2 separate regions of the Sparus aurata genome follow, and region 2 is linked to region 1. The links are chromatin contacts, called in public Hi-C maps. All regions are on one chromosome and are shown on one strand. Each heading gives the region's core, a stretch centred on a gene start, on an enhancer-like site or on the middle of the called end of the contact. The rest is flanking DNA. Distances are from core to core; before and after follow the strand shown.

Region 1 (3,891 bases), core at 871-3,370:
ACATGAGCCTCCTTGGAGCCATTTTCTACATGATAGCTCAGATTTTGGGCGCAGTGGCTGGCAGTGCCATTGTATACGGAATCAGACCAGAAACCACACATTCACTTGGCGTTAACAAGGTGAGGTGGCATCCATGTGTTTCCAATTTTCCTGTTATTCCTCCCCTTAATGAATGACAAGCTCTGCTCAGTGTTGAGTGGCATCTGGGGAATTGCCCTCAAGCCTGATCTAGTTTCCTTATGGAATCCAGACACTCATTGTCTAAAAGTTTTGTGCTGTAATTTTGAGGATGTCCACACTTACTAACTCCTGATGATGTTGTTTAATTTAAATGTCAAGTTTTCAATATCACTCATGGTTTGTGGCTGTCCTGCAACAAAGGAAAGCCTTCTCTCACCAGGGAGTGTTTACAGGATGAAGGCTTGCGCCGTCCACTGCAGTAAATTGTTAAGGGCTGAATGAGTCAGGCAGCTAAATACTAAGACACTACAGGTGAACTCATGCACTGGCTAATTTTGAGACTTCAGGCTAGTTAGCCTCTGTATCATGACTTCTTGGGACAAGTAGAAAGAAAATGTCCAACTTGCACATTGAAGTGTTTATTTAGTTCAGATTCCTCTTCGTGATATTGATGCAAATCGGTGCAGATTTACTCAAATATTTAAATGTAAAATATTGGATATTTGTTTTCTCATTCTGACCCAGAAATCTCCACATCAGCGGCACTAACACCACACTTTCCAGCTTTACTTGTGTATCTATATTCTGAAAGAATTTTTTACAGAGGGGATACTTCATATATCACCCATAGCCTGAAGTATCTAACATTTAATTCATTTTTAATGGCCCGTTGACAGTATTTCCTTGTTTTGATTTATGGAGTGATGATAAGAGAGATCCCATCAAATGTTTCAGCAGTGTTTGCAACTAGTGCACGTTTTTATAAGATGAAAAATCATTTGCTAATTTGAACACAACATGTCAGAAAACTTGTAGTACAGAAAATAATTGTCTCAATATAAGTAATCCCCTGGGCTAGTTGGAAAAATCCCCTCTGGTGTCTTTTATCAAAATTTCAGATTGAATCATGATTAAAGCTGCAATATGAAAGATTTTTTTTTGTCAAAACCTAAAAAAATTAAGGGGGGGGTGGGGTTGTGGCTCCAGAGCAAGTTGCATGTATTCTGACAAACTGCACCCAGTGATGTCATTCAGTGTCAAGGTTGCATTATGGGTAATATGGTGCACGAGGATTTGAAAAGGATGGCATGGAATAAAAAGGGAATCTTGAAATCTATTCAAACAGTATTTATAAGAGTGTAATGCTGGACCCACTGGTGTAGCCGCTGGGCTGCTTGAAAAAAAATATGGGCACCTGCATTACCCATAATGTAAGTTTGCAACTGAGTGACATCAATGGACACAGTTTATCAGATTACATGTAGCCACAAACGCTTTACACTACTTCAAAGTGGAAAATTGGTGGGATTACCCTTTAGTTGTGTATGTCCATAGAGGCAGGGCACAAACTGAAGCGTTTTCTCCTCGATTGCAGCTGAATGGAATTACCCCTAATCAAGGTTTTGGCGTAGAATTCCTGCTCACCCTCCAGCTCGTCATGTGCGTGCTGGCAGTCACCGACAAAAGGCGTGACGTGGGCGGATTTGGACCTCTGGCAATCGGATTGTCTGTGGGGCTGGGACACCTCGCTGGAGTGAGTATATCAAAACATTTCCCCTCATTAATTCGTTCGATGGTTTCTCCGTCTGATACAATGGATTGGCGTAGGACGAACTGGCTATAAATCCGGCTTGCGTGTAATCTGCTGTCATATGGCCAGAGACGCAAGTGGTGGTTTCCTCTGATATGGTTTACAGATCAGCTACACAGGATGTGGTATCAACCCGGCTCGATCCTTTGGTCCTGCAGTCATACAGAAGTGTTTTGATGATCATTGGGTACGTATTGCAGAGCTGAAAATCAGACATTTTGCCAGTGTTGCACTCATGAGTCACTCCTATTGAAACGGATGTCCTGTTCTTTTGTTTTTCAGGTGTACTGGGCAGGACCGATGAGCGGCGGTGTGGTGGCAGCTCTCCTGTATTATTCTCTGTTGGTGCCCAGAGATGAGCACATTAGCGTACAAGCACAGGTCCTGTTCTGCTGTGGCTCGACAATGGAAAATGGCATTCGCGAGCCCCTCCTCGAGGATGTCAAAGATAGATGGTCAAGGACGTAGCCTGGTGGAAATCACTACTGTGTAATGCTTTATTTGTAACCAATAAAATATTTTTTCAGCCATAAGCAGCTCCTCTCTAATGCTCAAATGTGTACCCTGAAGTCATCTTTTTTCCTGTTTCACCTCTTCTTCCCCTCCCCTCTGCACACAAACCTCCTCACTATAAATACAGAAGCTCATACATGTCGGTTTGACACACCGAACACATTCGACGCGGAGATGACAGAAGTAAAAAGCTGGGCGTTTTGGCGGGCAGTGGCTGCAGAGTTTGTCGGCATGTTGCTGTTCATATTCGCGGGTTTGACCGCCATCATCGGGAGCGTCGAGAAAGGCGTTGCTCAGGAGCTGAAGGTCGCGCTGGCCTTCGCACTGGCTATCGCCACTCTGGTTCAGAGTTTGGGGCATGTCAGCGGGGCACACTTTAATCCTGCAGTCACACTGGGGCTACTGGTGAGCGGCCAGATCAGCGCACTCAGATGCGTCTGCTACATCTTGGCTCAGATGCTCGGGGCAGTTGCAGCTAGTGCTATCGTGAATGGATACGCACAAATCGGTTCCCTCGGTGTTAACGAGGCAAGAGGTCGTCCTTAATATCTGTTTTTGTTTTTGTTTTTTTTTCAAACTTTAATTTATTGTGATTTCGACAAATGTGTCGTGTCATATAAACCACTGCATTGGATCTAACTTGTTGCATTTAGCTGTTCTGGTTTATTTTCATTGTCTTTCACAGCTAAACAGAGTGACCAAAGCGCAAGGCTTCATCATCGAGTTCCTTGCAACCCTTCAGCTGGTCCTGTGTGTGATCGCAGTGACCGACAAGCGACGGAGTGATGTCAAAGGTTCGGCACCGCTGGCTATTGGGCTGTCAGTGGGGCTTGGGCACTTTGCAGCTGTAAGTGAATCCCAATCCTGACGTTTTTTGTTTCTTGTCTTTAAAGCAGTTTGGACAAGATAAGCAGAGCAAAGTGAAATCCTTTCAGGGCACAAATGTATGTTATAAAGGAGGCTCTTCAGCCAAGTACTGTAAGGGTGGACAAGGTTTGGTTTAAATGATGGAAGGTGGGAGAAAAAAGCTGTGCAGTCACAGCAATTTTCATTTCTCTGAGGACTGACTGGGGTTTTTTTTTGAGGCTATTTGAAGTGGTGTGGGGCAGATTTCCTGTTTAGCCATTCACTCACTCGGTGTTGGTACTTGAGACCACTGTTCCCTTTCGGACAATATAGTTTCTCTGTGTTGCACAGGAATTGTCATGATTCAAGATTGTACTCTTGTTACATAATTGTGCAGGGTGCGGCTGAATTGCCAGTAGTTCACAAAGTGGGCACAGCAAATCACAATTTCAAAAACGGCTACAGCAGCATGTTAACAGGAATATGAATCAGCAGCACGTGTCAAATTTCTGTGAGTGCATTTTCCTGGCAACATCACACAGCTTTCTGAGGATCAAGTGGGTTGGATGTGCCTGGTGCAAAGACTAACACACTGAATGAATTAGATTATTTTAAAATAACACGTCAAAATGTGAAAACTGCGTCACAAACAGAAACAGTGGTCACAATTTTTCCAACATAAACAACTTTGATTAAAAAAAAAGGTGATATTCAGGTAAAATAAATTGAGATATTAATTGATTTTGATAATATAAAATGTT
Region 2 (3,891 bases), core at 563-3,062, 140 kb before region 1:
GTTGTTAAGCTGTCTGGGAAGGAAACTCGGTACTGCATTGTAGGTGGGTGATAAGTGATGTCACAGGCCACCTCCTCTGTTCAAAGGTGGTCGTTCTAGTTTGCTGTAGACAGATTATTTGATTCTTTTGATTCTTTCAAACCGTCCGTCTTATTCTGGCCAAGATGTTTACATTGCTGTCCTCAGAGTACACTTACATCTGAAGGAGAAAAATAATTTCTTCGATGTCGTGCAGGATGATGGGTGCTGTCATCATCGCCAAAGACAATCTGCCTGAAGTGACTCAGACAGAAATAAAGTTTACAGATATATGGAAATGGAAATTGTTACTGTTATGTCAGTTCCGTCCCGTCAGTTGACTTCCTTGATCGATCGAATGTCTGGTTGTTGTTTTTTTTTTATTGTTTTTATTTGAATGCATATTTCTGATTTAACATGACACAACTTATGCACAAATCAGCTCATTTTAAATATAGATATTTCTAGCTGAGACCTAACCTTTCATCGCTGCTGGTTAGAACGTTCTGACATACGGTATGCCACGAGTGAAAGTGTGCCCAATAATCCCAGTCACCTCTACATATCATGTTTCATTGTTACACCCCCTCGAAGCACTTGGGATGCTTAGTCTAGACATAGACATTCTTTGATCAATTGCAAGGATATTTAGTTCAAGATAAAGTTTATCTGTGACACAGTTATGAATCACAACACACAAATAAAAACACAACAACAGCGAAGATAAAAAGCTATAAGTGAAAGTGAAAGTAATTTGCTTCTATCATCTTGTGCCCAAAGAAGTCTTTTTCGGTTTGTAGATGGCAGCATGTCAGATGCAGTGTGAGCTTTTTATAGCTTTTATAGGGACAGGATACAGTGTGGATGCAGTGTAACACATGTGATTGTAATGTTATTGTAAAGGGCATTTAGAAGGCCTTTGAAATGATCTTTGTCACTTAACTATGACTTGTTATTAGTGTCAAACATGACCTTTGGACACTTCTTAATTGTTCTGCAAAGTAACTGAATGTACGCATGTGATGTGTATTTTTCAAACAATGCAATCACCAGAAACATCACCCCGGCTGCCAATCTATCCACAAACTCTGTCTCCATCCGAATGCGAATGCCAGCTTCATAAAGTGGCACTTAGTGTCATATCGGATTACTTTTCTCGACTTCTGTGTTCCCTGGCGCTCTCAGAGAGGCTTGTTCACACGCAACTGCCCCAGACGGACACAACAAACTGTGAATCCTTTTTTGAGGTGGATTTGACTTTAATTCCCCGCAAATCCGTCTGATTGGACCAAATAAATCACAAAGGCTTGTCCCTACACGTCGTGTACTCTACACTGTGAATTATGTTGTCTCACTGGTTGCAATTTGAATACTAATCAAGGGGTAATTGCTGGGTATTCATCACAGCTTTGTGCCATTGTAATTCAAACAATTTTACCCTCCTCTTGTCCTGCAATCATCATTTTCTTCCTCCCCTCCTCTCTAATAACCACGGCACTTCACTGAACAAGGTCAACAGTGCAAGATAAAGAAGATTATACAAGGTCACGTTTGTGTTGGTGGAAATAGCCTGGTTAGCAGAAGGTTCCAGGCCTGGGATCTCATCCAATATAGTTTTGCATCATTGATGTCCTGATGATGTACACACACACACACACACACACACACACACACACACACACACACACACACACACACACACACCCTTTGTCTTAAATAGAAGCACAAAGGCATATCCTTTTATAGTCTTCCCCCTATTGTTGGCAGTGTGGTTGAGAATGGAAAGGGGGGCGGAGATGGCACCTGTGGACAGTGGATAAAGGGACCCAGCCTCTAATGGGACCCCTCCACCCGCAGCGTGCTGTGTCAATCCTCCCCATTGTTTCCTGAGAGCTTTTAGCGATGGCCCCAAAGAAGAAGGAAGAGCCCAAACCTGCAGCAGCACCGGCCCCCAAACCCCCGGAGCCCGAGCGCCCCAAGACACCGGAGTTTGACCCCACATCAGTGACGGTAAAACGCAACAAAAACGACAATGACAATGAGAAATGTACACTCTGAAAATGATTTGGCTGAAAACAGAGACTGTTTTTTTTTTCCAAATTATATTTAAATTCAATGTAAAGGGCCACATTTAATGCAATGTCTTTCTAACATATTGAGTTAATGTGTCTATATCAATAAACTATACTGTAAAATCTGACAAAGTGATCTCACTTAAAAAAAAAAATGGTGGAAACCGATTACCTCAAAATCAAAGTAAAGTAGACTTATTAACTTTTTGTCTCATTCACCTTAAATTTTAAAGTCTAATTGCTTGTTTTAAGGTAATCGGTTTCCTGACTTTTTTTTTAATAAAGTAAAATCAACTTTTAGAATGTACATTGTAGATGTGTGATTTATTAAAGGAGACAGGTAAAACAATATGAGGTCATTACTGTTATGTGGAAGTTTCTTATTGCTTTATATGTAATAACTGAATATACACACACACTGTGAATTCTCAAATGATGATCTTACTCAAGGAATTCAGCCAAACAGATTATTTCAGTATGTAGACTTATAATTCTTAAATCATTCAAGCTTTTTCAGTTTGTACAACTTAATTTGAATAGTTGACTTGGTAATCAGTTTCCTGACTTTTTTTAGTAATGTTAACTTTAATGATTTACATTTAATGGTTTCAGTAAAAGTTGACACTAATGACAATCAAAAAGTTTTTAAAAAGTTATTTAAATTGTTCATATTGACTCAACATGATAGAAGAACCTTGCATGAAATGTGACAATAAACACTTTTAGGCAATTAGATTTTTTTGAGTGCAGAGAAACTGTAAATTGGCTGATGAACACAGATTCAAGTGTTTTAAGCTTTGAAAAAAAAAAGATTCGCTGTAACTTAAAGTACAGATAGCTTTGCATTGAAATTGTTAGCTTACTGGCATTTGTAATTATTATTACTACTAGGCTCAATGTTTAGAAGCCAAGCTTGTGTTCAAAGAGTATCAGAGACCCCATGTGACCTAAACCTGGCAGTGCAAGCTAAACAGGACTGTACAGCCAGTTGAATGGGTTATGGATATACTGTCATTTTGTATAAAGCTTATACTGATTTTGGCTTTTTATTAAACTTGCAAACACGTATTACAAAATGTGTCCTACAGTCAGGGGGAGGCACCAAACTAGCTGATACCAGACCTCATGGAAAGCTCTTCTGCTGACTTGGCCCCTTCTCAATGGATAAATGTTTTCCTGGTTGAGTGAGCCGCCGCCATGCTACAATGGAGCGTGGTTAAAGCCACAAAATATGATTTTCATTATGTCTGCAAATAGCAGACCACCCGCGCCATTCCTCCGAGGCTAAAGGGGTGGAAAAACCGGGAGGAAGAAAAATATAGATAATTATATCCATCGCCATTCGTCTTTAAACATGCTTAGATAAGTGTTTGGATAATATTTTTACGAAGCTTCTTGGAGGGGCCGGGGTTTGCAGATATCCAGACATCAGACAGAAACTGGGGCCACTGTCTGACAGCAGTCCAAAATATACATGTAGTATAAATAGGCAACATTTGTGGATGGATGGATAATCTAACGATGATTTAAATGTAGACCTAGAATAACACATTAAACTGGTGTGCAGTTTGTACGGCACGGATTGTAAAACTGAGTTGTCAGTCAGATTCAGTAGTTGCTTTAACATTTATCTCCTTGTCTGGTGAATAATACTGTGCTATATAGTTTATATATGAAGGGCCTTAGCCTCTATGTAGTTTATGAAACATGCCGTCAAAAAGATATGATGTGTTGACCTTTCATAAAGCAAGGTATTCATAAAAAGTGAGAAAAGAAAATCATTCATCTGTCTCTCAACACA

What was found. A called contact is a pair of places that touch in the nucleus more often than the background predicts.
Region 2: a Hi-C map of skeletal muscle shows a contact between it and region 1, with 3 times the contacts expected there. The contact joins the promoter of myl13 here to the promoter of LOC115572044 in region 1. A contact is called at or near these places in 2 of 2 Hi-C or Micro-C datasets (skeletal muscle and an unstated tissue).

Annotation. Positions count from the first base shown.
Region 1 is chr21:19,862,375-19,866,265 of fSpaAur1.1, reverse strand. It overlaps LOC115572044 (aquaporin-1), which reads left to right and starts at 2,120. Exons shown (of 5, transcript XM_030401808.1): 1 at 2,120-2,260; 2 at 2,412-2,812; 3 at 2,970-3,131. The coding sequence starts at 2,459. LOC115572043 (aquaporin-1-like) reads left to right here. Exons shown (of 4, transcript XM_030401807.1): 1 at 1-119; 2 at 1,556-1,714; 3 at 1,878-1,958; 4 at 2,054-2,323. The coding sequence ends at 2,239.
Region 2 is chr21:20,004,054-20,007,944 of fSpaAur1.1, reverse strand. It overlaps myl13 (myosin, light chain 13), which reads left to right and starts at 1,812. Exons shown (of 5, transcript XM_030401908.1): 1 at 1,812-2,028. The coding sequence starts at 1,921.